Regions from separate parts of the Mus musculus genome. Here all the other regions are linked to region 1. A link is a contact called in public Hi-C, HiChIP or PLAC-seq and promoter capture Hi-C data. All regions are on one chromosome and are shown on one strand. The core of a region is the stretch at or near the end of the contact, and the rest is flanking DNA. Distances in the headings are between cores, read along the strand shown.

Region 1 (4,926 bases), core at 136-2,635:
CAGGACGCTGGGGCAAGGTCTATGGTATCTAGAACAGAGTGAAAGAGCTAAAGAGGGGCAGAAGAGAGGGCAAAAAGACAAGCAGAGGTTTGTTCACACAGGACCCAATGGAGTTTATTAGGGATGTGTCAGGAAGTTATGCAGTGTCTTAAGTACAACACTGGATGGGATTCACCTCCCATCCCAAAGTTCTCTGAATGTTGGATCAGGAAACATGATCCTCCCCGTGCTGGGAACTGTATCGGGGGCATTCTCTCCCCGTGCTGGGAACTGTATCGGGGGCATTCTGTGCCTTCTATTATTAAACAGTCATCATCAACACTAGCTTTGAAATGCACATAAATGGATGGGGACAGTGGTTCATGACTCTAGGCCACGTCAGTGGTGTTAACTAACTTTGCGGCATTCAATTTCCCATCCATTAAGTACACACTTTGCTCAATGTCTTGTAAGATTTACAGAATGCCCACGCATTTATTCAAAAATATTCACTGTGGCAGAAACTGTGCTAGTTCTGGAAGAAAAACAGTGCACAGAGTTCACCAGGAGGAGCTTGCAGTCACGTGACCATCAGCTGGGCTCAACCACCAATTCAGAGTGCTAAGAGCTGATAATTAGTTTAAGAAGGGTGTGACTTCACAAAGGGGAATGGTTTGGGGAGACTTTAATACACAAAGCTCAGGCTGGAGAGATGGCTCCGTGGTTAAGCCTGTGTACTGCTCTTCCAAAGGATCCGCGTTTGGTTCTAACAGCCAAGATTAATGGCTCACAAAAACCTGTAGCTCTAGCTCCCGGGCGTCCGATGCTTTCTTCTGGCCTCCTTGGATACCACACTCACACACAAAACATTTTTAAAAAAAGTATTATTCAAATACCAAGGCCTGTTGGCCAACACCTTTAATCCCAGTGCTCAGCAGGCAGAGGTGGGAGTCCCAGCCAGCCAGGGCCACACTGTGAGAGCCTTTCACAAAAACACACAAAGTCCATAAATAGCATCTATCACCGTGATCGTCGCTAGCTACAGATACGTTCCAGTCCTGGCTGGGCCACTAACTAGCTCTCCAGTCTCCGTCCCGTTCAACGTTAATGTTTCAAATCAACACAGCGTCTGTGGGGAGGATCCCAGTCTAACCGTACTGTTCAGTGCCTGCAAACAGTAAACCCTCCACAAGCGCTGTGACCACCGTTCATCCCGAGCCCCGCAGCCCGCAGTCCCCACTGACCTTCTCGACCTTCTTCGGCCCCTTCACCAGCTCGTGCCTCTTGGGGATGGTGCCTCCGTCGCAACCCATCCCAAAGCCGAAATCAGAAACCGTAGCAAAAACCAGAAGCCTTAGCAAAGACGAGAAGCCGTCGCTTCCGGGGTCTCTGGCGAAACCCTACCTACTTCCGGCGCTCCTTGATGACGCACACAACCAGCGCGCCGCGAAAGGGGCGGGGTCGCCGCGCGAGGCCTTGGTCCACACCAATTGTCTTGAAAATCTTGTCCGGGAGTTGGGCGTGGTTTCAGGGCGACGTGCTGGAGCATCCTTGGAGTGCGTCCACTTCCGGTCGTGGGCGGTCCCTGTTTTTTCCTCTGTGGTTCCGTAAGCTTGGGCCTGAGGGAGGACGGGAGAACATTTGTCGGGGTTGTCCCGAGGTCTGCGTCTCTGGCATTTTTGCAGACCAGTAGTGCTGTAAGTCTAAGGAGGAGATGGCCGGAATCTGTCTTCTCAGCTACCTCTCATGTATTTTAAATCCAGACTTAGAAAAGAAAAGACGTTGTGGGTGCTAGAGGGATGGCTCAGTGGTTAAGATCACTGACTGCTCTTCAGAAGTTCTGAGTTCCATTCCCAGCAACCACATGGTGGCTCACAACCATCTATAATGATATCTGATGCCCTCTTCTGGTGTGTTTGAAGACAGCTACAGTGTACTCAAATACATAAAATTAAAAAAAAAAAAAAAAAAAAGACGTGGTGGGTGGGCCTGCTTGTGCGCTACCTAACTGCAGATGCCTGTCGAGGCCTGAAGAGGGTGTTCTATCTTCCTGGGACTGGAGTTGATATGGTTGTGAGCTGCTGGGGTTCTGGGAATCCATCCTGTGCTTACTCAAAGAACAGCAAGCATTCTTAGCCACTGAGCGCCTCTCCACCCTGTATCCAGATGTATTTTGGGCAGAAGCTAGGGCTACAGTGTCTCCAACAAGCTTAGAGTAGCCACTCATCCCATTGTACCAGCTACAGAGATTAGTGCAGACAGAGAAAGGGGAGGGTGATCATATTGGGAAGAGAACAAATAAGGGGTTCAGTGACCCCCTAGTCTGCCTTTGGGGTACTAACATGAGCTGTAGGCCCAGAGGAACAACAGGGGCAAATGGTATGCATAAGTGAGCAGTCCTGGGATAAGTATGGCCTCCTTCATTTCTGTGTCTACACCAGTCCTGCAAGGTGGCCATTCTGAAGCCCACACTGCTTAAAGTGACCAGATAGTCTCAGATGACCATCTTTTCTGCCTTTTCACCCTCACTTAGGGGAGTGCTGTGTCCTCTGGGACTCCAATGCTCCTGGGATCCTAGGTGGTTGCAGGCCTAAGAAGTGACTTACTGTGCCTTCAGCTTTATGACACTAAACACCCTCAACTTGTCGATGGCTCTTTCAAGGGAGAGAGTCACACGTAGGTGTCTTAACAGTAGTTCTGCATCTGATTTTGTGGCTTCTGAAATTTCATAGCTCAAAGGATGCAACTTGCCACAAAATGCAGAGATCAATCAAAGGTTAAAGCCAGGTGGTGGTGGCGCACGCCTTTAATCCCAGCACTTGGGAGGCAGAGACAGGCGGATTTCTGAGTCTGAGGCCAGCCTGGTCTACAGAGTGAGTTCCAGGACAGCCAGGGCTATACAGAGAAACCCTGTCTCAAAACAAACAAACAAAAATTAAGTACAAAATTAGGAACTGGCTCTCTTAGTTTCCTGCCATGGTTGTGTTGCCCCGGTTTAGGGGTGAGAGGAGTGTGCAGGTTCAGAGAACCCCAAAGGCTCACAGGTATTCTGTCCTTAGGGAAACATAGTCTGGCAGTGGTGGTGGTTTGCGGAAAGGTGGAAGTGCCTGTGTAGCCAAGGGTGATCTTGAACTTCTGATCCTCCTGCCTCAGTCTCTTCAATGCTGGGATCACAGTTGTGCACCACCACACCCAGTTATGCCCCCCAAGGCTTTGTGTGTAATAGGCGGACACAATATCCAGTGAGGCAGAGCCTCAGCTCTTACATTATTTTAACAGCCCTGGTGTTTTTGTTTGAGACACGCTCTTACTATGTAGCCATGTCTGGCCTGGAACTCACTATGTAGACCAGGCTGGCCCTAGAACTCTTGGAAATATGGCTGCCTCTACCTCTTGAGTCCTGGGGTTTAAGGGATGTACCACCATGCCTGGCTTAATGTAGTTATTTAATGAATCTCTTTAAAAGGAATACAGTTTCTAGGCCCCCTCTTCCTTCTCCTCCTCCTCCTCCTTCCTCCCTTTTCCTCCTCTTCTTCCTCCTTCTACTCCTTCCTCCCCTCCTCTGTCTCCTTCTACTCTTCTTGAGACAGGGGCTTACTGTGTATCCCTGGCTGGCCTTGAATTCACAGAAATAAATCTGCAAACAAAAATGATTTGGTCAGTTATGACACACTTCTCTCTGTGAAAAATTCAAACTAACCTAGGTGAGAGTTTCCTTGCCTCCTATGTCCCTTAGAATTTTCCTTTCTATCTTTCCTGCCTCAAAAACTGTGTATTAGAATTTTCAAAAGTCTTTAAACTTATTTTCATTTTATGTGTTTGAATGGTTTGCCAGCATGCATGTACGTACGTAGACTACAGCTCAGGTGTGGAGGTTGGAGAACAGTTTACAGGAGATGGTTCTATCTTTCCACTATTTGGATCCTGTGGATCAGCAAGCACCTTTATCCACTGACTTGTTTCACCCTCTGGCCCAAGGAGTTTTATAAATATTATTTGTTGGGGAGCGGTACATGCCTATAATCCTAGCACATGGGAAGATGGTGCTTTTGAAGCTAGCCCGGGCTACGCAGCAAGACCCTCTCTTAAAAAAAAAATGTATTTGCAGCAAAACGGATACATGACACCCAGTGCTTGTCACACTGGAAGCTGCTCAGTGGGTCATCACCACTTCCATCCTCTCTGTGGACTGAACGTAAGCGAGGCCAGATTGCTGTCACCACCACCCACCGTTTCCTCTTTCTTCTTGTGGAGGAAATGGTACAGAATGTTGGTTATTAGAAAAAAACATATTCAACAAGAAGCCTCCAAAAGCTGAGAGAATGCGTTTGATTCTAAAGCCCCAGGCCGTCTTCTGCAATGAGTCTGGGCGGGCTCACTGCCATCTTTGCAAAAAGAGAAGGAAGCATCTGCAGCCGTTGCAGGGTTTCTCGTGAGGTTTGCTCTTTGTCGACAAGGGCTTTCTTTGCTTGATTTGTAAGGTCTCACATAGTGGCCTCAAAATGACCTCGAAATCCTGACGATCCTCCCCCTCCCATCTGTGAGGTGCTGGGGATGGAGTCAGGGCTTCCTTCGTGCATGCTAAGCACACACTAGCAACTTACCCGGGTCTCTTGATGACAGTTCTTGGATTGAACAGAACTCAAGAAATGTAAAACTATGAAAAGCAGCCCCAGGTCACAGGTTCCTAGGCTGTCTGTCACTGGGGGAAGGCGGGGCTCAAGTTGATGAGGCATTAGAACATCGCAGAGCCAAAGAACCAGTGCAAATAGATACTGTTATCATTGAGTGACCGACTTCACCCTTTGGTTCCCTGTGGTATTCCCTGCTTCCAGCTACATCCCATCCCTGCTCCTAGCTGCCTCTCCAACCTTGCAATGTGTATCTTCCATTTCTGCATATCTGAGCAGACCATGTAGCATTTTGTTCTGATCTGTTATCTTCTCA
Region 2 (4,414 bases), core at 1,556-4,055, 560 kb before region 1:
CAGTTGTAATGAGGACATGTGAGGGCAGGACACCAGCTCTGCTGAGGACGAGCTATGTGTGCCGGGGTTCCTCAGCTTCATCTTGTGAGAGAGACCCCCACCCGATTCTCTTCACCCAACATGAGGCTCCCTGGCTCTCTGCATGCCCTGTGGGGGTCCAGGTGATACCTTCATTGGATTGTGGTTATCTGTGGTTGTGCTCCCAAACATGCTGGTCCCACCAGTCCCAAATCCAGAGGTTGATCCAAACAGACTCATGTTGGCTGGAAAACACAAAGTGGAAACCATTAAGGACTGGCCCCTCTTAGGTACAAAGTACACAGTAGAAACTAGCACTGTGGTGCTAAGCCAGCCTTGCTCTTTAGAAGAGATTTAAATATTCCACAAGCAGAATGCCTAATAAAAGGAGCCGTTCTCAGAGGCAGGCAGATTTCTGAGTTCGAGGCCAGCCTGGTCTACAAAGTGAGTTCCAGGAGAGCCAGGGCTATACAGAGAAACCCTGTTTCAGGGGGAAGAAAAAAAGCCGCTCTGCCCAGCATAGTATAATCAGAACACTTGGGCAAAGGCAGGTAGATCTGAGGATGAGGTCAGCCTGGTCTACATACTGAATTCCAGGCCAGACAGGGCTACACAGAGGCTGTGTCTGTGCACACACACACACACACACAGAGGCTGTGTCTGTGCGCGCACACACACACACACACACACACACACTATTATTTTTAGAGCATTGTTAGCCTCTGGAAGCTATGAAGGAAGACTTTCCTACATCCACATCTACTTTACTGTCTAGGGAGGATGCCCTTGCTAGCACTAGGGCACCAACGCAGACATATTACAGTGCTTCAGTCAGCAGCTAGGAAAGAGGTATCACTCTCCAGAGTCAGAACTGCACACTGGGCACCCAGCAGTGGGCAGAGGGGCCTCCTGTGCCCAGGGTCCCCCTTCCTCTCTATTTTAGGTCAATGTCTACATGATGTTACCTAGAAAGAACAACCAGTTCTGGCAGGTGTTCCACAATTTCTCAGGGCTTTAAGAAAAGCAGTTCATGCCAGGCAGTGGTGGCACATGCCTTTAAATCCCAGCATTTGCGAGGCAGAGGCAGGCGGATCTCTGAGAGTTGAGGCCAACCTTGTCTACAGAGTGAGTTTCAAGAGAGCCAGGGCTACACAGAGACCCCGTCTCAAAACACCAAAAAAGAAAAGAACAATCCAAAGCAATCTACTTTGGCCCACTGAGTACTGAAGGTCTGGTGTGACGGTGTAGACTTGGAGCCATCGATAGTCAGCACTGCTTTCTTGAGCGTGGCAGTCTACCGGGCCCTACCGTCCCTCGCCATGCCTCATCTTCCGGCTGTCCTGAAACAACAGTGCACATTCTCCAGGCTCCTCTGTGGCTGGTGAGTTGGCTCAGGTAGTAAAGACACTTGGTGTGCAAGCCTGGAAACCCGAGTTCGACCCTCAGAACCAACAGAAAGGCAGGCGAGAACTCCAAAGTTGTCCTCTGCCCAGATGTGGACTGTGACACGCATGCATGGCCATACACACAACAGGCAGAGAAAGTTTAGGGTTAGTCAGGTGAGCTGGCACAGGTGATCTCTGCACTTGGGAGGCAGGGTCAGGAGGAGCAGGCCATCCCTGACTGTACAGAAATCTGAGGACAGCCTGGTCTACAAAAGAGCCCATTTAAAGAAAAGGATTTGCACGGTCTAACACTGAATGTAATTGACAACTGTGTCGTTGCCAAGGAAACCATCTGTGCACTGTGACTCCAGACTCCCATATGCTTTTGCCACATTTCAAGCTGTTACTAAAAAGCAAATTCTTAAAACCCAGACTTCCACCAAGTCAGCCACCTCTCCAAAAGCGAGGCTAAGGCCCGAGCAATCCACAGCCTAATGAGGGTCGCTTCCTTAAAATAACAAGGAAAGGGAAACTGCAAGGAACTGTGGGAGCGCATTTGACTCCTGCTGCCTTCGAGACAGCCACGATGTGTCAGAGCCACCATAAGGTGCACATTCACGTCTCAGAAGACGGCTCGGGAGACAACTCTCGGGGCTGAGGACTACAAGCCTGTCTGTACAGGGAGAGGGATGCACAGACACGCAGCCAGGGCTATGTTTCTCCGGAGCGTGAGTTAGTCTTGATTTTCACCGGAAAAACTAACTCCTCCATCCTGGAGTTAGGAAACGAAACGACCCCCAGTGTGTGCTGGGATCCGCACGCTCCTCTCCCGTGCAATTTACTTGAGGACTTAGTTTCAGATCACCATGCGCACGTGAGAAGAGCAAGGGCGTACCGGGTGCCCTGCAGCGGGGGTGAAGAGGCGGTCGGACCTCTGGCAGGCAGCGCAGCCATCTCTCCAGCTCCCGTAGCTCTCAGGGGCCTTTCTCCTGGCTGACTGGGTTAGCTCGGGCTGCTCCCAAGCGTCCGACCACGCCCGCCGGCTCGGCCGTGCCCCTCCCATCCGCGCACGCCGCGGTCCCCCACCGTCCCCTCACCCCCGTGGCCTGGGCGGTGTGCGCACGCGGAGAGGCCCGGCCTACCTAGCGGAGCGCACGGGGTCCGGCTGCAGAGAGGGGCTCGGTCTCCTCACGCGGGCCCGGGCTTCCCGGAGGGAGCGCGGCGGCCGCCTGAGGAACACGCACGCGGCGGGGCCCGAAGCCACGGACCTGCTCTGGCGCGGGGCAGAGGGGGCGCAGCCGGGAGACCCCAGACCGCCGAGTCGTCCGCCTCAAGCCGGTGGAAACTGCCCCGTTACCACAGAAGCACCGCGCACGCGCCACGAGCCACTTCCGGGACTGCCCGGAAAGCGTCAGAGCACGGCGTCCCGCCCCTCTCAAGGCGGGCGCACATGCGCAGAAGCCCTGCTGAGGGCGAGAGGAAGTGTTTATGCCAGCAGTTGTGCGTTTGTGGAAAGTCGGCCAGCGCAGTTGCCAGGCAACTAGTTGAGAGAGGGCGTTGTTTTCGCGTGTGTATCGTTATATTGATTGTTGTTTAAACGTCTAAAGATGATCGTGGAGCCGAAGAGATGGCTCAGCGGCCAAGAGCAGTGGCTTCTTGGGGAAGACCCAGATTCTATTCCCAACACCTACTGGACGGCTCACAGGTCCAAGAGAACCAACACCAGTTCTTGGAGAACTGACGCCCTCTTCTGGTCTCTGTGGTCATTGCACGCAGTGGTGCTTAAACTTCTTCAGGCAACATACTCATATACATGTAAAAACAAAAAACAAACAAACAAACAAACAAAAAAAGAGTTCCCCAGCTCAGATCTAGCACTGTCCTCTGAGAGGCTGCCTACTTGGAACATCCCGAGCGGTATGATAAGGGGAATGGTTCCTACTCCCTGAGATGTTTAAGATTTATTTCCGTGCATGGATGTTGTCCCTGTGTGTATGTATATGCACCACATGCTTGGGGAGGCATGAAAACTGTGTAGGAGCCCCTGGAACAGGAGTTACAGATAGTCGAACCATCATGTGGGTACTGGGAACCGAACCATGGCTCTCTTCAAGAGCAACAAGTACACTTAATTACTGAGCCCCATGTACTAATAGGTCAGTATTAAGCCTGTTTGAAACACAAAAGTCCTGCTCTATGAAACATTCCACATAGAGTGTTTAAGGTGTCAGATAAAATGACAACATAGTTAGCTAGATTCCAGAATGGGGGTTCCAATGAACCAATCAGGGAAAGCGGTTTTAGAGAGAGAGAAAGGACAAGTGTCAGTGAGGAAGAACAAAATGTGATTGGTCCCTACAAAATTAGTTTCCTTGTTGGGCAACTTGGCAGGCCTTCCAATCCCTGCACGCAGGAGGTAGAGGCAGGGGGTGGGGGGGGGCGTCTCTGTGAGTTCTAGGCCAATCAGAACTACACAGAAATGTTCTGTCTCCAAAACAATTTTTAAAAATGTAAGGCAGGAACAGGGTTACAGAACAATGGAATAAAAACTGGCCGCTGGTTACCTGTCTTAAGGGACCTCAGTACAACACAGAGGAAACAGGCCTGTCTAGGACACTTGGTGATCATCTACTTACTCCCATCCCCTGAGAAGTCAAATAACAAGGTTTAGTTAGCGTACATAGTGTTTGGTTTGTCGTCGTCGTGTTTATTCCTGTTGGGGCTCAGGGGAAGAGTTGGGTCCAGAGTAGAGGGCTCCTTTAGGTTGGTTTCACAGGGCATTGTTACTATGACCTTCCCAGGACCCGCCCAGACTGATTCCTCTGTCTCCCCAGCCTTGTGATCCCTGTCTAAAGAATTCATTAACTAGCCAGCACAGCACACCCTTAGTGAGGGCAGCTGACAGTGACCAAAGAGGCTTTACAGTAACGGCCACAACCATCAAGCAGCAAACAGCACAGTTCCCTTTAGGGCCATGGCCCTTGCAGCACTGCATTATAGTCCTGCGGGGT
Region 3 (4,554 bases), core at 5-2,504, 780 kb before region 1:
AGTGTTGATGAAAATCATTTCTATGGTGGGGATCACAACGACGTGCAGAGTTAGGATGGTTGAGAGTCACTGACCTAGGAGGCTCTGACTCCTTCCAGGCAGGTCAGCTAATGTAAGGAAGGGAAGGGAAGGGAAGGGAAGGGAAGGGAAGGGAAGGGAAGGGAAGGGAAGGGAAGGGAAGGGAAGAGGAAAATGCTGAAGAAAGGAGTGAGGAGGGCATGTCCTGAAGCCCTGCTAAGTCTGGAGCCACCTTGGTTAGGGACCAAGCAAGACCCCCTGGGCAAGAGGCGGTTGGTGAGCATGCGCCACCTAGTGGTCAGTTTTCAAATGGCGCCTCTAGGGAACCTGGGCAGTGTCCCTCAATGGGGCCAGCTGAGAGTTCATTTAAAAGCGACTTTATTTATTTTGGGTGGCAACAGGCAGTGCGGTTTCTGTTTTCCTTGGCTGGCTCTGCAGGCACTGTTTTTCCTCCCTGGAAGTCATAAAAAAATCACTTGGAAATGTTAATATTTTCCCATGCACAGGCCCATCCTAAGCTGTGTAGACCTGGCCTGGTCTTGGTCCCTTGGTGACCCTTTCAGGTTCTGTAAGGTGAAGCTGACTGGGGACCTGCCACCTCCTGCTTGCTTGGCAGACATCCTCCAGGCACATCACCTCCTTCTAGTCTCCAACGACTGCTGCTGTCTTGCCCTGTGCACCAGTGACCTGCACACCAGACAGGTACAGAGGTCCCAAGATCATGGCCTCTGCACTCACCCCACCTCCACCCTGTAGCCGGGACCCAGATTCTGGGATTATTGTGAGCTGAGTGGTGGACACAAGGCCATCTCTGTGAGCCCCGATCCCCTCTTACGTAATATGGAACAGAGAAGTGTCTGAGCTGTTCACGGGTCACTGAGAATTTATGAAAGTGAGAAAAGGGGCTCTTTTTCTAGAAGGTATGTGAGTAGATGGTACTACACCTGCCTGTGGGCATGTGGGGGAGGCACAGTAGGTGCCTTTTCCTAGATCTATCTTCCTCCTCACAGGGCTTTCACAGAGTTCTCTTCAGATAGAGCTCTCCCGGTGGGAGACCAGTCTCCACCCCAGAGGCCAAGACTCCTCTCTTCTCTGTCACACAGTCATCCAACTCCAGCTTGCTCACCCACCCCGATTTCAATTTCGATTTCGACACCCTTTCTTTCCGAGAACCACACCAAAGTTTCATTTTCTCTTTCTTTGAAAAGCTGGAGGGCGGGGAGGGGATGGAGCCAGATGGGTATTTGTTTCCGGGATGGTAACAGCTGGTGCCTGCAGGTCCAAGCAGCCATTCTTGCCTGTGGATTCAGAGCCCCAGGCCTGACCACAGTGCCAGAAACTGCCACCCCCTGCCCTAAAGGAGCCCCAAGGCTGCTGTGAGCATGGCAGAAGCTCCTGTTGACTTGAGCACAGGAGGTAAGCTAAACCTCTTCCTTCACCTCGCGTGGGTCCCAGCTGATGTTTCTAAGGCTCCTAGCTCTTTCCTTGGCCCAGACAGCAACAGGATTCTGAGGTCACCACAGGGAAGTCAGCTTGCTTCAAGGATCCTGTGCCCCAGATCCTTCATGTCACCTTACCTCATTGATGAGGTCACCAAGGCCTGTGACAGCCCTCGGGCTCCGAACTGTCATTTCAAGAGAGGACTTTGCTTTGATAAGGAGATGTGACTTTGATTTTACATTCAAGCTCTTCTCCTGCCCTATTTGAACCCTTGCTGAGACTACATACCCTGTCTAGGGGCTTCTGGGCTATGGGAGGCTGCGGGGTGCAGGGCTGTGTGAGGCTGCCATGCTGTGGGCAGGATTTAGTTCACTGCTTTTCTTCTTCATCTTTTGAAAAGCACTTCATTTTTGTTTTTTGTTTGTTTGCTTTTGTTTGGTTTGGTTTTTTCGAGACAGGGTTTTTCTGTGTAGCCCTGGCTGTCTTGGAACTCACTCTGTAGACTAGACTGGCCTCGAACTCAGAAATCCGCCTGCCTCTGCCTTCCAAGAGCTGGGATTAAAGGCGTGCGCCACCACGCCCAGCTGAAAATCATTTCTTATTTCAACATACTAGAAGTGGTTGCTCAAAAGCTATCAGGGAGGAGCCAAGCAAAGACCAGAACTAAGGTCACCTGGTTCCCATGGTTTCCTTTCACTGCTAACCTTTCCAGCCTGTCACCTGCAGCCTTCTGCTTTCCAAAGTCCCACTTTCAGACCCTGCAACCAGTCCTTCAAGTTCACCCTTTGGAGAAGGCTTGGCCTGCCTTGTGTGTCCCTAGGGGCCAGTGGGAGAAAGGAATGAAGGAGAGGCCACTACAGGGCACACTCCCCAGCAAAGGTTTTACAAGGCAAGGCAAAGCCAAGTCAGGAATAGATGCTCAGTGCTATAATCCTTCCCCCAACACCCTCCTCCTCCTCCACCCCCACCCCCAGCCCCACCCTGGGGTGGGGCTGTGGCTGAAGCAGGAGGATTGCTATGAGTTCCAGGCTAGCCTGAGCTAGACTTTGTCACAAGAGGAAAGAAAGAAAGGTAGAGGCAGACTCATGGATAAGCAGACAGACGTGCTGGAAGGGACATGAGGTGGAACTTGGGGATCCTCAGGGTTAGACACGGAGGAGGAGGCTGGGTAGCTAGCAGGGGTGGAGGGCTCTGGGAGGAAGCCTTCTGGAGTTGGCAGGCAGGCATCTGGAAGATGACATTGAGGCTGGGTTAAAGAGCTGAGCTGGGTTTTCAGGACTCCTGCTGTATCAGGCAAGGGAGGAGAGACCCATTTTTCTTATCTGCTGGGCTCCTGGGCTGGGAACACCCATGCCTTCGATGTGGGTGCTGAGCAGGAGAGAAAGGGACTCCTGGCCAGGCTGAGAGGCCATCAAGACACCAAATAGGGACTTCAGGGCTAGACTTGGTTTCCTGCCTCTCCCTTTTGTTCCATCGTCCGAGAGTTGGGGGTTCCTACCTGTTTGGGTTCCACATAGTACACAGGGCAGGCTGTATACTATTTTACCATTTGGCCACCCAGACATCTAGTTGTGGGGTGAGGGGCCACCTGACTGACACCCTTGCCTCTGGGTGGTGTCGTCGTTCCTGTCTGCTTGGCCCAGGTCACAGGTGCCTTCTCTGCTCTGGGGACTAGGCTTAACTCAGCTCTTCTCTGGGTTCCTCCCCAGACAATCTGGAGCAAAAGATCCTGCAGGTGTTGAGCGATGACGGCGGCCCTGTGAAGATTGGCCAGCTGGTGAAGAAATGCCAAGTGCCCAAGAAAACCCTCAATCAAGTCCTTTACCGCCTGAAGAAGGAGGACAGAGTGTCCTCCCCAGAGCCTGCAACATGGAGCATAGGCGGGGCTGCTTCTGGAGATGGGGCTCCTGCAATCCCTGAGAACTCCAGTGCCCAGCCTAGCCTTGGTAATCTGTCATGTAGGCAGAGCAGACCCCCCACACACACTAAGCTCTCCTCCCCCCTACACGCACATTAAGAGCCACGAGGCTTGGCTTCAAATCTGAGCTTGGCCATTCCCTCTCTGTCTCTTGATTTCTTCTGGCCAATGGAGCCAAATGTGAAGCTTAGGGCTTATACATAGTAGGTGTGCAATAGACATTAGCAGTAGTGAAGACACACTGCAGGCAATAGTTACACGGATAGTGAGGGCTGATGGGTAAGGATTCACTCAGAGCCTTCAGGTGACTTTGAGAGCCATCAAGAAGAAAGGACCCAGAGTTCCAAGAGCTGATGCGGTCCCCAGGGCCACCTTGCCTTCATTCAGCTCCAGATAGAGACAGGAAAGGAAGCAGCCTTGGGACCTCAACCTTCAGCAGACAGTATCTGTGACCCAAACAGACAGGAGGTCCTGGGTCCCAGCCTAATGTGCTGCCCCCAGCTCCCCTGAGAAATCATTCCCCATGTTTAGTGGAGCAGGGTGTCTCCCATCTCCAACGGACACATCCTTCTTCCAGACTCAAGACCCTAAAGAGATGTAGGTGCAACTTCAGGGGGCCCTGGTCTGCAGCTCAGTGCACCCCCATGGGCCTCTCCAGACCGCTGAAGCTCCACAGGAGTATCAGAGGCCAGACTCACTGTTAGAAGAGAGGCTCTAAATGGCAAGACATGGACTCTGACACCCTTGTGCCAGTCTGAGCCAGCTCTAGGGTGAGAGCTTCATTTGCCTGGTCTCCAGATGACCACTGTAACCAATGCCACCTGATCACCTTGTCCCTGGGCTTCCTAAGTGTCCCAGGCCATAGCCAGTAGGTGGTGGACAGATGCAAGCCCAGGACCCTCTTCCCACTAAGTGCCTGCCTCCCACCTTGCAGATGAAAGAATATTAAGATTCCTGGAAGCCAATGGGCCTCACAGGGCCCTGCACATCGCCAAGGCTCTGGGAATGACGACAGCCAAAGAAGTGAACCCACTCCTGTATTCCATGAGAAATAAGCACCTTCTGAGCTATGACGGACAGACGTGGAAGATCTACCACTCACGTCAGGAAGGCCAAGACATAGGTATGACAGGGCAAAGTCAGTGTGGGGAGGTCAGGGATCAAGGGTCAGGTTGGGA
Region 4 (4,585 bases), core at 706-3,205, 650 kb before region 1:
TATGGTCTTGGAGTATTTGAACTTTTTCTGTCTCCAGTGTTCTAATTTCAGATGAAGTACACACTAACTTTGGCAACATAAATGTGGCATGTCCCCCTCTTCTCCCCACACTGCCCTGCAGCCTCATCTTCACCCTCACCCCACCCCTGTCTGGTCACCTGCCAGGCTCTGGTGGACATGCATATTGTGTTAGCTTTGCCGTTCCCAGGGCTGGCTGGAGCTCAGGGGTGACGGTGTCTTGATTCTCTCTGGCTGCTCAGCATCCCCAGGCTTCCCCAGCAGCGGCAGCAGAGCCCTGTCAGCAGCAGCTCACTCACCAGAGCCCGTTCATTCATAGTGCCGAGACTCCTGAGATTTCTAAATTTGGTCAGTGTTCAGGGCCGTGCAGGGTGCCAAGCGCTCGCTGCAAGCTAAAAATACCAGCCAGGTCTGGGGTGGAAGCCGCACGCAGTACGGTTGGACGACAGTGAGGGGATCTCAGGAATGCAGACAAAGTGTCCTGTTCTCTTCCACAGCCTGGTCTGTCTAGATGGCATCGACACTGTGGAATGACCAGCCCCGGCCATTCTAAGTGACAAGACGCAGGTTACAGAAGCTGCCTTCCCAGATGGTCAGATACTCGGCTTAATTCCCAGATCTGGACTGCACCCTGGGGTCAGGTTCTGAGACTTACCTTCAATTCCTGTCTTAAAACGAAAAATATATATATATAAATTAGTAGCTTGTATTGCAGCCCAGGAGGCAAATGCTGAAGAAGCTGAGGCAGGAGAATCGTGAGTTTGATGACAGCCTGAGCTACATACTAGCAAGCTGACAGAGTGCTTGCCTAGCACAAAGCCCCAGTTCAACTCCCACCATGAGCAGAGTGTTGGGGCCAGGCCTGTAATCTCAGAACGTGGAGGCAGAGGTTCAAGGACATCCTTGACTACATAGTAAATTCAAAGACAGCCTAGGCAAAAACCAGAAAGAAGAGCTGGAGAGATGGCTCGGTGGTTAAGAGCACTGACTGCTCTTCCAGAGGTCCTGAGTTCAACTCCCAGCAACCACATGGTGGCTCACAACCACCTGTAATGAGATCTGATGCCCTCTTCTGGTGTGTCTGAAGACAGCGACGGTGTGCTCATGTAATACACACACACATACACGCACGCGCATGCATACACTCATGCATGCGTGAGTTTTATAAATAAAATGACACAACCAAAGACTGCTTCTTGGAAATGGAAAGCCAGTGTTGCCTGTCCGCAGGGACAGTGGCTGAGGCGATAGATAGTGCACAGCAGACTAATAACTGCTGCCGTTATTGGTGCTGACCGGCAGGCCTCAGCATTTCTCTAGGCCAGGAGCTTCTGCAACGGTCTCCAGTGTCACCTCACTGACCTGGGCACCAGCCCATGAGTGAGGCACAATAGCGTCTGTGGGTACACAAGAGGAGGCCAGGGGTCAACCTCATGTGTCGTGTGTCTTCTCATGTGTTGTCCACCTTTGCTTGGTTGGTTCTTTTTCAACTGTTCACAAACTATATCATTATTATTATTATCATCATTATTACTATTAAAGATTTATTTATAGACGGACAGTGGTATGCCTACCTTTAATCCCAACACTTGGGAGGGAGAGACAGGTGAATCTCTGTGAGTTCAAGGCCAGCCTAGCCTACAGAGTCAGTTTCAGGACAGCCAGGGTTACACCAAGAAACTCTGTCTTGAAAAAAACCACACACATACACACACGCACACACACAGGTATATGCTGGGAACTGAACCTGGATCCCCTGCAAACGTGGCGAGTGCTATTGTCCGTCTCTGCGTCCCAGGTGGTGGGTTATGAGCTTTTTACGCTTTTTACGTTAGTCCTGGGGGTCAAATTCAGGTCTTCCTGCTTGTAAGGCACTGCTACTGCCTGAGCCATCTCTCTAAGCTCCTCTGAGTCTTCAGACAGCAGAGGCTCAGGATGTGGTGAGGATGGGCCCACCCACTCTGCGCTGGTATGCCTAGGGAAAGCCCCCACCCCCACTCCAGGTGGCTCAGTCTGAACTTGCTTCCTGTGTTCCCTACATCCAGTTGCTCATTCCAGTCTTTGCGCTACATTAGACAAACGTCCATCTCGTTAATGTGTGATGTTAACCAGCTTTCATCTTGAATAGGAAAATCGGGGCTGGGGATGTGGGCAACTTGGTAGCATGTTTGCCCATCATTCAGGACACACTGGGTTTGCTCCCCAACACGACATAAAATCAGGTGTGGTGACGCACACAGCTCTGGGGAGGTAGACGCAGGTGAATCACACATTCTAGGACATCATCAGCTCGGTAGTGAGTTTGAGGCTAGCCTGAGCTAATATAAGACCCTGCTCTCTCTGCCTCCCAAGAAAGGAAGAGAAAAGGGGACGGTAGGGCCCACATCCCTTCAAGGGCACACCCATATTTAAGACAGGGTATTTGTTGAGTAGCTCTAGCTGGCCTAGAACTTGCTATATAGACAAGGCTGGCCTTGAACTCACAGAGATCATCTTGGCTCTGCCTCCAAAGTGCTGGATCTAAAAGCATGGGCCACCATGGGTGGACAAGGACCCCACCTTCTGAGGGTTCTACCATCTACCACTAACTTCATAAGCCTTTTGAGGGAGATCTAAGATTCAACCTAACACTCCTATCATGGTGCCCGATCCACACCTACAAGATCTACCGATCAATGAGGCTGCAGCCACCACTGAGGAGGGCAGGGGCAGATGCCTCGACCTCAGCGTGGGAGACAATGTTGGTGCAACTGAACACTCCTTGAACCAATGAATGATGGAGTAGGTGAATGGAGAAAGACAGCAAACTCAGAATGTGACCACAGCCTGGGTCATCTGCGGGACTCGGGGTGGGTGGGGGTTGGGAGGAGGTGTCTCCCAACCTCATCTTGGCCATATCCTCTTGAGCCTCTGTTGTCGCATGACCTGGACGTGGAGCGCCAGCTCAGGCGGTATGTACTCACCGTGCAAACATAAGGCTGAGACTGAGCACAGCACACACGTATGTAAAAAGCTGATCTTGCTGGCTGGTGCTCGTGATCCCAGAACTCACAGGCAGATCCCTGGGGCTGGATGGCCATGTGGTCTAGCCTGGTCTAGCCTACTCAGTAAATGGCAGGTCCCTGTTAGAGACTCAGTCTCAAAACGAAGGTAGACAGTAACTGAAGGACACCCGAGATTGACATTTCTATGGAAACTAAGCAGTAACGGGTGGGAGCCGTGTATCTGCCTTTAATCCCAGCACCTGGGCAGGGGAAAGCAGGCCTGGTCTACACATAGAGTTTCAGGTCAGCCAGGACTGCATAGTCAGACCCTGTTTTTAAAGGGGGGGGGGGGGGGTTGCCAAATTATATAAATATCAAAGACATTAAAATAAGTGTCTCTATGATTTATTATCAGTAAATGTTTACTTGTTTACCTGTTTATATTATTTATATAATCCCAATGATATAAAAATTTCTCCTGTCTTGAGAGGCTGGAGAGATGGCTCAGTGGTGAAGAGCTCTTCCAGAGTTCTTCCCAAGGACCCGTGACCAAAGCAAAGTTTAAAAGACAGCATTTAATTGGCGACTCCCGAGGTTTACCGCCCTAACCATCTCGGCAGGGATCAGGGCAGCAGCCAGGTGTGTGAGCAGGGTGGTGCTGGAGCAGCAGCTGAGGGCTTAAATCTTTTTTTTTTTTTAATATGCATCGGTGTTTGCCTGCGTGTGTGTCGGTGTGGGAGTGTTGGGTCTTGAAGTTACAGACAGGTGTCCCATGTGGGTGCTGGAAATTGAACCCTGGTCCTCTGGAAGAGCAGCCAGTGCTCTTAAACACTGAGCCATCTCTCCAGTCCCAAGCTTACGTTCTTATCTACAAGAGGAGGCAGAGAGAGAGAGAGAGAGAGAGAGAGAGAGAGAGAGAGAGAGAGAGAGAGAGAGAGAAACTGACTGTGTGGGCTTTTGAAACTTCAAATTCCACCCCTACCCCCACACACCGCCCACCACTTCCACCTCCACCCTTCCTCCTACAAGGCCACACCTCTTAATTCTTAAACAGTTCTAACCACTAGGGACCAAATACTCAAACACGTGAGCCTGGCAGGGGAGGGGCCATTCTCATTCACAGAATGAGTGAATCGAGTCAGAGGCAGCAGGCAGTACACAGGGTCAGAGGCGCTGGTGATTGGAAAAGAGCAACCCCACCTCAGAAGGGCTCCCCAGTTCTGCACAGCCCCCTTCCTCTCACTCTGTTCTCTCAGTGACCCGCCCTTCCTGGCCCCTGGAGGGAGCTCCCAGACGGTAAAAGCTGCTTGATAAAGGGCTTCTGATTATGTCAGCCCTCCAAGAGCCCCCAGCGTCTAGAAGCCACAGCAATCTGCAAGCTTGGCTAGGTGCTAGAAGTCCCCAGGGAAGGTTAAAGAAAAAGAATGTGTGGGTGCTTTTCCCACTTCAGCTCTGGCTGTCCTGGAACTCACTGTGTAGACCAGGCTGGCCTCAAAAATCACAGAGCTCTGCCTGTCTCTGCCTCCTCTGCACTGGGATTAAAGGTGTGTGCCTCTACGCCCAGCTTGGGCTCCCTTCGGGCG
Region 5 (4,932 bases), core at 46-2,545, 540 kb before region 1:
TTAACCATCTTAAATTGTAATGATTCAAAAGGAAAAAAATTAATCACTACAAGAAAAGAAAAAAAAATGAATTTTGTACTAAATAGTTCACTTGGCCACAAAAAAATCATGCCTCTTTACCACAAAATATCAAGACTGAACCCAGCTTTCTCCAGCTGGCTGTTAATTTCACAAACCATCAGTTTAAAAAAAATATATATCTCAATCATTTTAAGCAACATTGGCACATTGCCTAAGGAGGAAAGCCAAGCTAAACAAAGAAGATGGGCAAAATGTTGAGTTTTAACAACCACACAATTCTCAACGTTTCTACTGTGTGTATGTGGGGGGGGGGATAGATCAGAAAATGGATTTTAAAACATTTACTATTTTCTAACACAATTTTTTTCAAAGTTTGGAATAGGCTGAGACAAATACTGAAGGTCAAGATATAGTCAGGTGAACCGTAGGAGAGTCTCTGTAGTTGGTTGTGAAGAAATTACTTACAATATGTTCATCTGTTCCCTTCAGGTTAAAAAAAAAAAAGTCTTATTATAAATTACTTAAAATGTGATGATGTCCTTGTTAGTTCTGAGAAATTAATTAGTGGTAGTTCAGAGAGTAAACGCTTTTCACTTTCTCTTTCCTCTTCTATCCCTCACTCCCAAACCTATTTTACACACACACACACACACACACACACACACACACAATTTTTTTTCAACATGGGGTTTCTCTGTCTAACAGCCCTGGCTATTCTGGAACTACTGATTTCAAACTCAGAAACCTGCCTGCCTCAGCCTCCCGGTGCTGAAATTAAAGCCCAGCTTTCATTTAAAACAAAAACAAAAACAAACAAAACAAAACAAGACAAAGCCCCATAAATCCAAAGCAAGTCTCAAGCTCTCTGACTATAAAGGACACTGATAAACCTAGGAACTAAGCCAGAGCGGGGCGCCTGGAACATTCTAGAAAACATCTGGTGTGTACAGGGTCCCGGTCACCACCAGGGAGCACTAGGGAGCACCGACTTCGGGGCTCGGACGTGGCCTCCGACGCTCTCCCCACGGAGGCCACCTCGGCGCCACGAGGAACCTTCCCGGGCTTTCCATGGCCCTGCCGAGCTGCTGTACCTAGAGGCCACGCGGGTGGCCCCGGCAGGGGTCTCCCCTGCGCCTCTCTTCACCATGGCCAACAGGGAAGCCCTGTGCCGATCCAGGGCGTCGAAGAACGAGGCCTCGGGCCCCATAGGCGCGAACGCCATAATGGCGGATGCGGAGCCGCTCTGAGGCCTCCTGCCCCTGCGAACCTTTCCGCGCTCTAGCCACGCGCATGCGCACTGCACCACTGACCGCGGGACAGCCCGCGGAGCAGAGTGCGCAGGCGCAGGGGCCTCTGAGGCGCCCCCCCAACACACACACACACACACACACACACACACACACACACACACACACACACACACACACACTACCCTTCAGGGAGGACATGAAGCTCTCAGATGCAGATCTCTGGGGTCGAGGTTTTCTTGGTCTGATAACTTAGGGGAAATAATACTTGCAAAGCTCTTTTGGGGGGTCATTTGGGGAGGTAATAATTACAACTTTTCACTAGGACGGTCATGGACCTGGGGATAGGTATGGGAGAAGGGAAACATTTCTGCCTGGTTTGGCTTCCTGCCTCTGTACCAGGTCCTCTCCACCTGCCTCCTCCTGTGTGCCGGGATTAAAGGCTTTTTACTGTCCAAAACATGTTTGGGATTTGCTTTTATTAAGAAGATTGTCGTTGGGGAAAGCTCGGCGTTAAGAATTTTAATGCACTTGTAGAGAGCCTAGGTTCATTCATTTCTTAGGACCCCCGCCAGGCAACTCATATCTGCCTAAAACTACACTTCCATGGGACCTCATGCCCTCTGGCCTCTGTGGGTTCCTGCATGCATGTGGTACTCACACATAAAAATATTTTTTTAAAAAAAGTGAATTTTTAAAAATATATAAAAAGTTGTTGCTTATCTGAAAATAGTATTTCCATCCTAAGCCTTAATAGCGTGAATATCACTTCCTCTCCTTGCAGACCTACGGTAAGACATGTCTCGCTTTATTCTCTCTGAGCCTTCTAGAGCAGAAGGTGGGATTTCTGAAGTCCTAGAGGAGCCTTGACTCTTAGAACCGTATCCTTAACAAAGAGAGACTGGGATGAGGTAAAAAACTGACTGGACCAAAGTGGCTTGAATCAAGGTGTATGAGAGATGCTGGGACTGATCCCGTGAGAGCCACCTGACCACAGGCCCCAGTTGATAGTTTTTATTTCTAATAGTCTAGTGGCAGAAATAACAGCCTCCTCTCTGCATGCCCATGCTGAGGCATCCCTTCCCTCTGAGGGACCAGCCACACTTCCCTATACTATTCTGTAGTATAGAATAGAGTTTATTTAGGGCATGGATGGGGAAGGGAGTTGAGAGAAAGGGGGGGTGGGGATAGAGGAGTAGAGGCTGGCTATGAGCACATGGGGGGGAGGAAGGGGGGAGGGAAATGGGGAAAGAGGGGGAAGAGGGGAAGAGAGCAAGGACAGGAGAGCAAGAGAGAGAGAGAGAGAGAGAGGAGGGGGCAAGCAACCCCTTTTATAATGAGTCAGGCCCAGCTGGCTATTGCCAAGTAACTATGGAGTGGAGCCTAGGCTAAAAGCCAACACTGCGTGTGTGTGTGTGTGTGTGTGTGTGTGTGTGTGTGTGTGTGTGTGTGTGTGTGAGACCTGTGTGAAGAGCCTTTCTTTATCATTATCACACTCCTTCCTGTTGCCTCTCATGTGCTATGCAGTGCTGGTTACCAGAGGGATGAGGGAGCTAGGTCTCTGTCCTCAGGAAGCCCTCAGCCCAAGGAGATGCAGCAACTGAACACAAACGGGCGAACCTCAGGTAAGTGTACCAGGAGATAGGTACACTTGAAATGAGTAGGGAAAACTCACCCTCATTTTCTGGATGGAGAGTCTGGGCTCAGAAAGGTTGAGAGCTGCATGCGAGGCTGAGCATGCGAGCCGGTTCTCCAAGAGGGAGGCTTTGATGCCAGGTTCATGTCAGATCCTGGGGAACCCAGGGGCCTCCAGGGGTCTGGCTCAGGGTGGGCTGGCATTTTGCAGGGTTCTTCCTGGCGGAACTAGCCCTTTGTCCTGAGTGGTGGCCTTTTTGTTTGTTTGGTTGGTTGGTTTGGTTTTGGTTTTAGTTTTCCTCCGGAGGACAGCCACACAACAGGCAAGCTTCAGAAGGACTTGAAGAGGGAGGGCAAGGTGACATCACAGCTTTCTTCTGAGTTTCACACACGGCTCCCCTTTTATGTCCCTTGGAGACAGACCTGAATCGCAGGTCTACAGACTCCACCAGAGGCCTCTCTCCTCCTCTGGGACTTTTGAAAAGTTCTGAGGTGGCTGGAGGGCTAGGGAGGAGCCTGCAGATGAACAAAGATGCCTAAACCTGCAGATCCTTTGAGAGAGACTCAGGGTTTGGGTGCCTGGCGGGGGTTCCCACCTCCGTGACAAAGGTGGGGGGAGGGAGCGTTCTGCCAGCAGCTGCATCTGCCTCTGCCCTGCAGGCATCCTGCCTCGTTCTGTTCCGAGAGGAGTAGAGGAGCAAGGAAGCATTGCTGTGCTGTGTGAGCATTGCGGTGTGCCCGCAGCAGCTGTTTACAGCACCTGCACTTCAAAGGCAGCTCCAGCCCCACGATGGGAGACAGGACCAGAAAAACACAGTGGGCTCCAAGCAAGCCTCAGCCAGCACTGCTGGCGAAGAGAAGCTGTCTGGCTTCCCCGGCTGAGACCTTTTCATCCCCTGGCCCTCTGAGCATTTCCCTAGACTTTGTCAGGATGAAGGTCTTAGTTTCTTTTTCTGTTGCTACAATGAAAACACCTCCACAAAAGCAACTTGAGGGAGAAAGGGCTTGTTTTATCTGGCAGGAAGTAGCTGGTCGTGGGTCACCCACAATCAGGAAACAGGGATGAATGGGTGGGTGTAGGCTCGGCTCCATGAATGCATTTTATACACTTCAGGATCTCCTGCCCAGAGAATGGTCCTGCCCAATTAGAATGGATCTTCCCAAACCAATGAACTTAATCAAAACAACTGCCCACTGGAGCTCGAAACCATCTATAACTCCTGTCCTAGGGAGTCCAGTGCCCTCTTCCGGCCCCTGTGAGCATCAGGCACCCACGTTGTGCACAGACAAATATGTAGTCAAAACACTCATGCATATAAAATTTTTTTTAAAAAGGAAGTGAATAACTATGTTTTGAAGATAAATCCCCATAAGCGTGGTCAGAGGTCTGTCTCCCAGAGGATCTAGAGCTTGTCAAGTGGACAGTCATAAGAGTGCTTCCTGTTTGCTGTTGTTCTAGGCTTCACCCCACAGTTACCTGGCAACAGCCAGCTGTGCCTGACTCAGTATAAAAGAAGCTCGCCCCCTCCCCCATCTCTTACCTCTTCCTCTCTTCCTCTCTTCCCTCTCTGTCCCTTCTCTCCCCGTTCCCCTCCCCCATCTCTCCACATGCTCCCCATCAGTCTCTCCTCTCTCTCTCTCTCTCTCTCTCTCTCTCTCTCTCTCTCTCTCTCTCTCTCTCTCTCTGCCTTATCTTTACTCCCCTAACAACTCCCCTCCCCGTGCTCTACATGAACTCTATTCTATACTATATCCGTTGTATGGCTTTTCAGGGCATGGGGAGGGGAGTTGAGGGAGGGGAGGGGAGGAGAGAAGAGGCTGATCATGAGCATGTGGAGAGAGCATGGGCAAGGGAATGGGGAGAGAGAGGGTAAGGAGTAGGAGCAAGAGAGCAAGAGAGAGAGAGAGAGAGGAGGGGGCAAGCAGCCCCTCCTTTAGTGAGTCAGACACACCTAGCTCCATGTTCTCATCAGTATACATTATGTGGGTTTCATTATGGTATTTCATGTATATGCGTAGTCTACTTCGA
Region 6 (4,277 bases), core at 1,749-4,248, 610 kb before region 1:
GTTAAAGGCACCTTACCTCAGAGCTGTGGCCGTGGCTCAGTTTGTGAAGTGTCGCTTAGGAAGTCCTGGGTTTCATTCGTAGTACCACACACACCTCTAATCCCAACACTGTGGAAGAGGAGGCAGGGTCGTAAGAAGTTCAAGGTCATCTTCAGTTACTTACCAAGGTCAAGGCCAGCCTGGGTTATATGAGACCATGTCTCAAAAGCTAAAAAGAAGATAATAGGTGGTTACAAGGCACTAGTAACTGACCTGTGTCTGCACTTTGAACAGTGTGGGCACCTCAGGGACATGTGCCAGGGCCCTGAGCTTCTCACAGACTTCTGCTGATTCTATTGTCTGGTCCTCTCTCTCTCTCTCTCTCTCTCTCTCTCTCTCTCTGTGTGTGTGTGTGTGTGTGTGTGTGTGTGTGTGTGTGTGGACATGTGTAGACACAGACCTGCTGTTGGGTATCTTTCTCTCTCACGATCCACCTCGTTTTGCAGACAAAGTCTCTATGAGCCTGGAGCTAGACAGTCTGGCCTCTGAGCAGAGCCAGGGATTCGTGTGATACCACATCTGGCTTTTCAAGGGGGTCTGGGGATTTGAACTCATGTCCCTGCCCCTCCTGTTTTTCTACAATACCATTCAGACACTGTTGCTTCTGAGTTGTCTCCTTGGCTGGGACAAGGCCATGGGGTTGGCTACACAGAAGCTGGGAAGCTTCATGGAGCATGTCTGATCCGCAGGTCTGAGCCTCAAAATCTGGTTCATTTTGGCAAAGTCTGTGGCTTTCCTTGTTTTCACTTCTGATGTAAGCAGGGTGGGCAGGGCATGTCAGACATTCTTTCCAGCTACAAGCTGTGCCCCTTCTGAGTGACAGAATAACAGAATTCCCTGGGGATGTGCAGGCTGTATGACCTCTGGGGTCACATCTCTCAATGTCACAGGGCAGGGCCCCTGAAAACCAAACTTTAAATTTGTATTGAATTCATTTATTTATTTATGCATTCATTCATTTTTTTTCCTTTCTATAGGGAGGGCACACACACACCACAGTTCATGTAGTGGTCAGAGGACAAGTTCCACCAGGTCACTTGGTGACAAATACCTTAACCCTCTGAGCCTATGGAAAGGCCAAGTGCCCGCCCTAGTCCCCGCCCCAGCTCCGTCATCTAGACGACCCTCCCACCCCGTGACTGAGTGAGTTCTTCACTGGTACTGGTCGTGACAAACCAAAGCCACCAAGGCTGAGACAAAGGAATTGTCTCCTGCTCTTGGATCAGCAAGTCCAGAGCCACGGGAGTATCAGGTGCTTTTCCTGGTTGCAGGGACCACCACCCCAGCCGTCTCTCTCCTGGAAGTCCAGAGGCCAGAGGTCAGAGCAAGCCACTCCACCAACTCACTACGGTGCCGGAACCCTTTCTCTCTTCCGTAGTCATCTTTTGTGTCAGATGCTGCGTGGGCAGGAGGTCCTGACTCACCACCCCCACCCCGAGTCCCACCATTGCATAGCTTTCTGCCACCTCATGGGTGTGAGTTAAAGATCCAAGTCCTGTAGGCACCCATGCACCCTGCTGGTGCCCATGCTGGTGGGATCGCTGCCACACTCCTGGAAGCCACCAGTACTCGAGTGTGGAGCGCGTCACTTTCCTGGGTGAGAGACACTCACATCCATCCTGTCTGCCTTGGGTCCCCACACAGCCATGCACACTCCTCCCCACCCCCCATAGTTCCAAAACCCAGCCTTTTCCACCCCAGCTTTCCAGCATTTGGAGACTGTCCTGGCCCCTGCGGTGTTTGTGTCCCTGGCCTCCAGCAGGTGGTCATCTGTGCTTACTATGGCTCCAGATTTCACTGGTGTCGGGGACTGACTCCCTGGGAGACGCCCTGGACTACTGCAAACACCTCCAGCCTCTGCTCCCTCCCAGTCATCCGAACCTAACCAGACAGAGCGACCATCCATGCATGACTGGTGCCTCTCTGGGTGGCAGAGCGGCTCTTTCTCCATATTTGGAGTCACTCCTGTCCTGGTGACCCACAGAGGCTTCTCTAGGCTGAAGCCACCTAGTCTTCAGCTTGTTGGCCAATTGCCAGGCAGCCCCTGTCCTATCCACCCCACCCCCCCCCACACACACACCCCACCACACCACACCACACCACACCATACTTTTCTAAGCCTCAAGCTCCTCCCACACACTCCTGGGTTCCAGAGGTACTGACCAGAGATCTCTGCTCCCCTCTCCCCCAATTTTTTTTTAAAAAACATTTATTTATTTACTTATTAGGTAGGCCAAGCCCTGTTGTGAATGTGGAGGTCAGAGGACAACTCTTGGGAGTCAGTTTTTGCTTTTCACTGTGTGGGTCCTAGGATCAAACTCAGGCAGAGCCATATCGTCCCCTCCCCTTAAAAAAAACACTCCAAAGTTTCCCAATGGTCAAGCCTGTGTGGCCTCATATTCTATGGGGCCAAAGTTGACTTTTGAGCTTCTGACCCTCCTGCCACCCCCACCCCCAGTGCCCTGGTTATAGCTATGCACCATGCCCGGTCTATGCATCATAAGGAATCCAACCGAGGCAAGCACATGCTAGGCAGACACTCTACTAACTGAGCCGCATCCCAGCCCCTGGCTTTTTCTTAAATTACCATTTGTGGTTTGAACTTCCACTTCCCCCACAACTGTGCTCTGGCCTCGCAAGGTCAGGGGCCCTATCTAGGTCCCCTACTCTTTTGCCCTGGGTCTACCACGTCGTGGGTCTGGAAGACCCTCAGGAAACACAGGGTCCTTGGAGGAAAGAACGGTCTGGCTGCACTCCCTCCTTCAGTCCAGGATTCCGGAGGCTTGGAGACACAGGAGGCTGGGTGCTTTGTGCAGCCTGCTGCTAGCACAGCTTGCAGGTGCCCCTGGCCTAGGCACGAGGGGAAGCAGGTGGGAACTTCCTTTCAGCTCAGGAAGGAGCCACAGGCCCAGCCACGCCCGGACTCTGAGCCGGAGAGGCTGTAGCTCTAAATATAGCCAAAGGCTGTGCAAGGAAGTGGTGGCTTTGATTACCAGAGGTTCAGCCCTCTCGGCGGTGAGCACTGTCAGCCCCAGGAAAGAAAATGGAGAAATGAACCCCTCACTGCGAGGCAGGGGTGTCTGGGTGCTTCCTGGGGACAGCAGGGTTCGCCGAGTGAACCCCCGAGAGCAGAGTGGTCCCTGTGCTCTGAACCAGCTTAGAGGCTCTGGGCAGGACAGAGAGACTGAGGTGTGGGTAGGGAAGGGAGTCCCTTAAGCTGGAACCAGGGCGAAGCCTCTTAAGGGCAAGCGTCCAGGAGTCACCTAGGGTTGGTGGCATATGCCTCTAATCCCAGCACTTGAGAGGCAGAGGCAGGAGTTCAAGGTCAGCTTGGTCTACAGAGAGAGTTTCAGGAGTCAGAGAGAAACCCTGTCTCGGGGGGGGGGGGATGTTAAAATAGCAACGAGCTGTGCTTAAGGCCTAAGTATATATGACCTTTGTGTATAACCTGACTCCTTTCCAAGGAGTAAACTTACATTGCTCTGAGGACCTCACAGGCAGACTCTGAACTGTTCACAATGCACACATCCTCCTGTGGCCACGGCTTCACCCCACAATCCCATCAGTGGACTCTCAAACACCCTTTGAGAGGGAGCTGCAGAAGCCCCCAATTCCGATACATGGCTACTGTAAAGACATCAAGGGCTGGAGAGATGGCTCAGTGGCTAAGGGCACTGGCTGCTCTTCCAGAGGGTCTTGGTTCTGTTCGAAGCACCCACTGTGTGTCACTGCAGTTCCAGGGGGCCAAGAGCTCTTCTGCCCTCCATGGTCATGGCACACACATGATGCACACACACTCCTCAGGCACACATACATACCTGTGAATAAAAGTAAATACACCTAAAACTGAAACTATACACATTTCATCCCACGGGTCTCTCGAGAAGCACACATCCACGGTTCTAGAGGTTGTATTCAGCTTTTCCTAAGGGACTCTTGTCTTTCCCCTTACCACCTGTGCTAACGTCTGTGTTAAAAATCTCTTCATAAACTCCAAGTTTGCTTCTTTTTGTTTGAATTTGGGTTTTTTGTTTTGTTTTGGTTTGTTTTTTAACTTTATTTATTTAATGCATGAGTGCTCTGCTGCATATACATCTGCCTGCCTGAAGAGGGCATCATATCCCCCTATAGATGGTTGTGAGCCACCATGTGGTTGCTGAGAATTGAACTCAGGACCTCTGGAAGAACAGTCAGTGCTCTTAACCGCTGAGCCATCTCACCAGCCCTGTTTGATTTTG

Evidence for each region. Promoter capture Hi-C pulls out the DNA fragments that hold promoters and counts their contacts. A called contact is a pair of places that touch in the nucleus more often than the background predicts. HiChIP or PLAC-seq counts read pairs in DNA pulled down with a chosen protein or histone mark.
Region 2: a Hi-C map of rod photoreceptor shows a contact between it and region 1, with 5 times the contacts expected there. The contact joins the promoter of Rae1 here to the promoter of Rtf2 in region 1. A contact is called at or near these places in 5 of 39 promoter capture datasets (the C10 cell line, cranial neural crest, maxillary cranial neural crest and 1 more), 4 of 484 Hi-C or Micro-C datasets (muscle stem cells, natural killer cells, neutrophils and 1 more), 6 of 115 datasets of contacts at active chromatin or transcription factors (embryonic basal ganglia, embryonic forebrain, embryonic midbrain and 3 more) and 2 of 9 other capture datasets (adipose tissue and pancreatic islet).
Region 3: a promoter capture Hi-C map of pre-B cells shows a contact between it and region 1, with 3 times the contacts expected there. The contact joins the promoter of Zbp1 here to the promoter of Rtf2 in region 1. A contact is called at or near these places in 2 of 39 promoter capture datasets (liver and pre-B cells) and 1 of 115 datasets of contacts at active chromatin or transcription factors (memory CD8 T cells).
Region 4: an H3K27ac HiChIP or PLAC-seq map of T-cell acute lymphoblastic leukemia shows a contact between it and region 1, with 4 times the contacts expected there. The contact joins the enhancer-like site here to the promoter of Rtf2 in region 1. A contact is called at or near these places in 5 of 39 promoter capture datasets (the C10 cell line, the HPC-7 cell line, hippocampal neurons and 1 more), 1 of 15 datasets of contacts at CTCF or cohesin (large pre-B cells), 6 of 115 datasets of contacts at active chromatin or transcription factors (the 230-238 cell line, T-cell acute lymphoblastic leukemia, double positive thymocytes and 3 more) and 1 of 9 other capture datasets (liver).
Region 5: a promoter capture Hi-C map of pre-B cells shows a contact between it and region 1. The contact joins the promoter of Spo11 here to the promoter of Rtf2 in region 1. A contact is called at or near these places in 4 of 39 promoter capture datasets (the C10 cell line, the HPC-7 cell line, cranial neural crest and 1 more) and 3 of 115 datasets of contacts at active chromatin or transcription factors (embryonic forebrain, large pre-B cells and memory CD8 T cells).
Region 6: a promoter capture Hi-C map of pre-B cells shows a contact between it and region 1. The contact joins the enhancer-like site here to the promoter of Rtf2 in region 1. A contact is called at or near these places in 5 of 39 promoter capture datasets (the C10 cell line, the HPC-7 cell line, cranial neural crest and 1 more), 2 of 115 datasets of contacts at active chromatin or transcription factors (forebrain and large pre-B cells) and 1 of 9 other capture datasets (embryonic stem cells).

The regions. Positions count from the first base shown.
Region 1 is chr2:172,437,037-172,441,962 of GRCm38.p6, reverse strand. It overlaps Rtf2 (replication termination factor 2), which reads right to left and starts at 1,385. Exons shown (of 9, transcript NM_025542.2): 1 at 1,224-1,385. The coding sequence starts at 1,292.
Region 2 is chr2:172,998,508-173,002,921 of GRCm38.p6, reverse strand. It overlaps Rae1 (ribonucleic acid export 1), which reads right to left and starts at 2,805. Exons shown (of 12, transcript NM_175112.5): 1 at 2,546-2,805; 2 at 169-263. The coding sequence starts at 258.
Region 3 is chr2:173,215,622-173,220,175 of GRCm38.p6, reverse strand. It overlaps Zbp1 (Z-DNA binding protein 1), which reads left to right and starts at 1,254. Exons shown (of 8, transcript NM_021394.2): 1 at 1,254-1,434; 2 at 3,168-3,404; 3 at 4,311-4,499. The coding sequence starts at 1,401.
Region 4 is chr2:173,083,376-173,087,960 of GRCm38.p6, reverse strand. All of the region lies in intron 2 of Gm40011, which reads right to left. Among named protein-coding and RNA genes, the nearest start is that of Gm40011, 2.9 kb to the right of the region's middle. RefSeq lists an enhancer at 1-1,314. Within about 2 kb of position 1,955, at least 25 of the 459 cell types and tissues checked have an H3K27ac peak or open chromatin away from gene starts, as enhancers often do. A contact at or near this core is called in T-cell acute lymphoblastic leukemia, where this site is marked.
Region 5 is chr2:172,976,205-172,981,136 of GRCm38.p6, reverse strand. It overlaps Spo11 (SPO11 meiotic protein covalently bound to DSB), which reads right to left and starts at 1,295. Exons shown (of 13, transcript NM_012046.2): 1 at 1,113-1,295. The coding sequence starts at 1,243. Gm52538 (a long non-coding RNA gene) reads left to right here and starts at 2,017. Exons shown (of 3, transcript XR_003953974.1): 1 at 2,017-2,059; 2 at 2,796-2,893.
Region 6 is chr2:173,045,427-173,049,703 of GRCm38.p6, reverse strand. Gm36337 (a long non-coding RNA gene) reads left to right here. Exons shown (of 2, transcript XR_375355.3): 2 at 1-20. Among named protein-coding and RNA genes, the nearest start is that of Gm36337, 3.5 kb to the left of the region's middle. Within about 2 kb of position 2,998, at least 135 of the 459 cell types and tissues checked have an H3K27ac peak or open chromatin away from gene starts, as enhancers often do. A contact at or near this core is called in the HPC-7 cell line and pre-B cells, where this site is marked.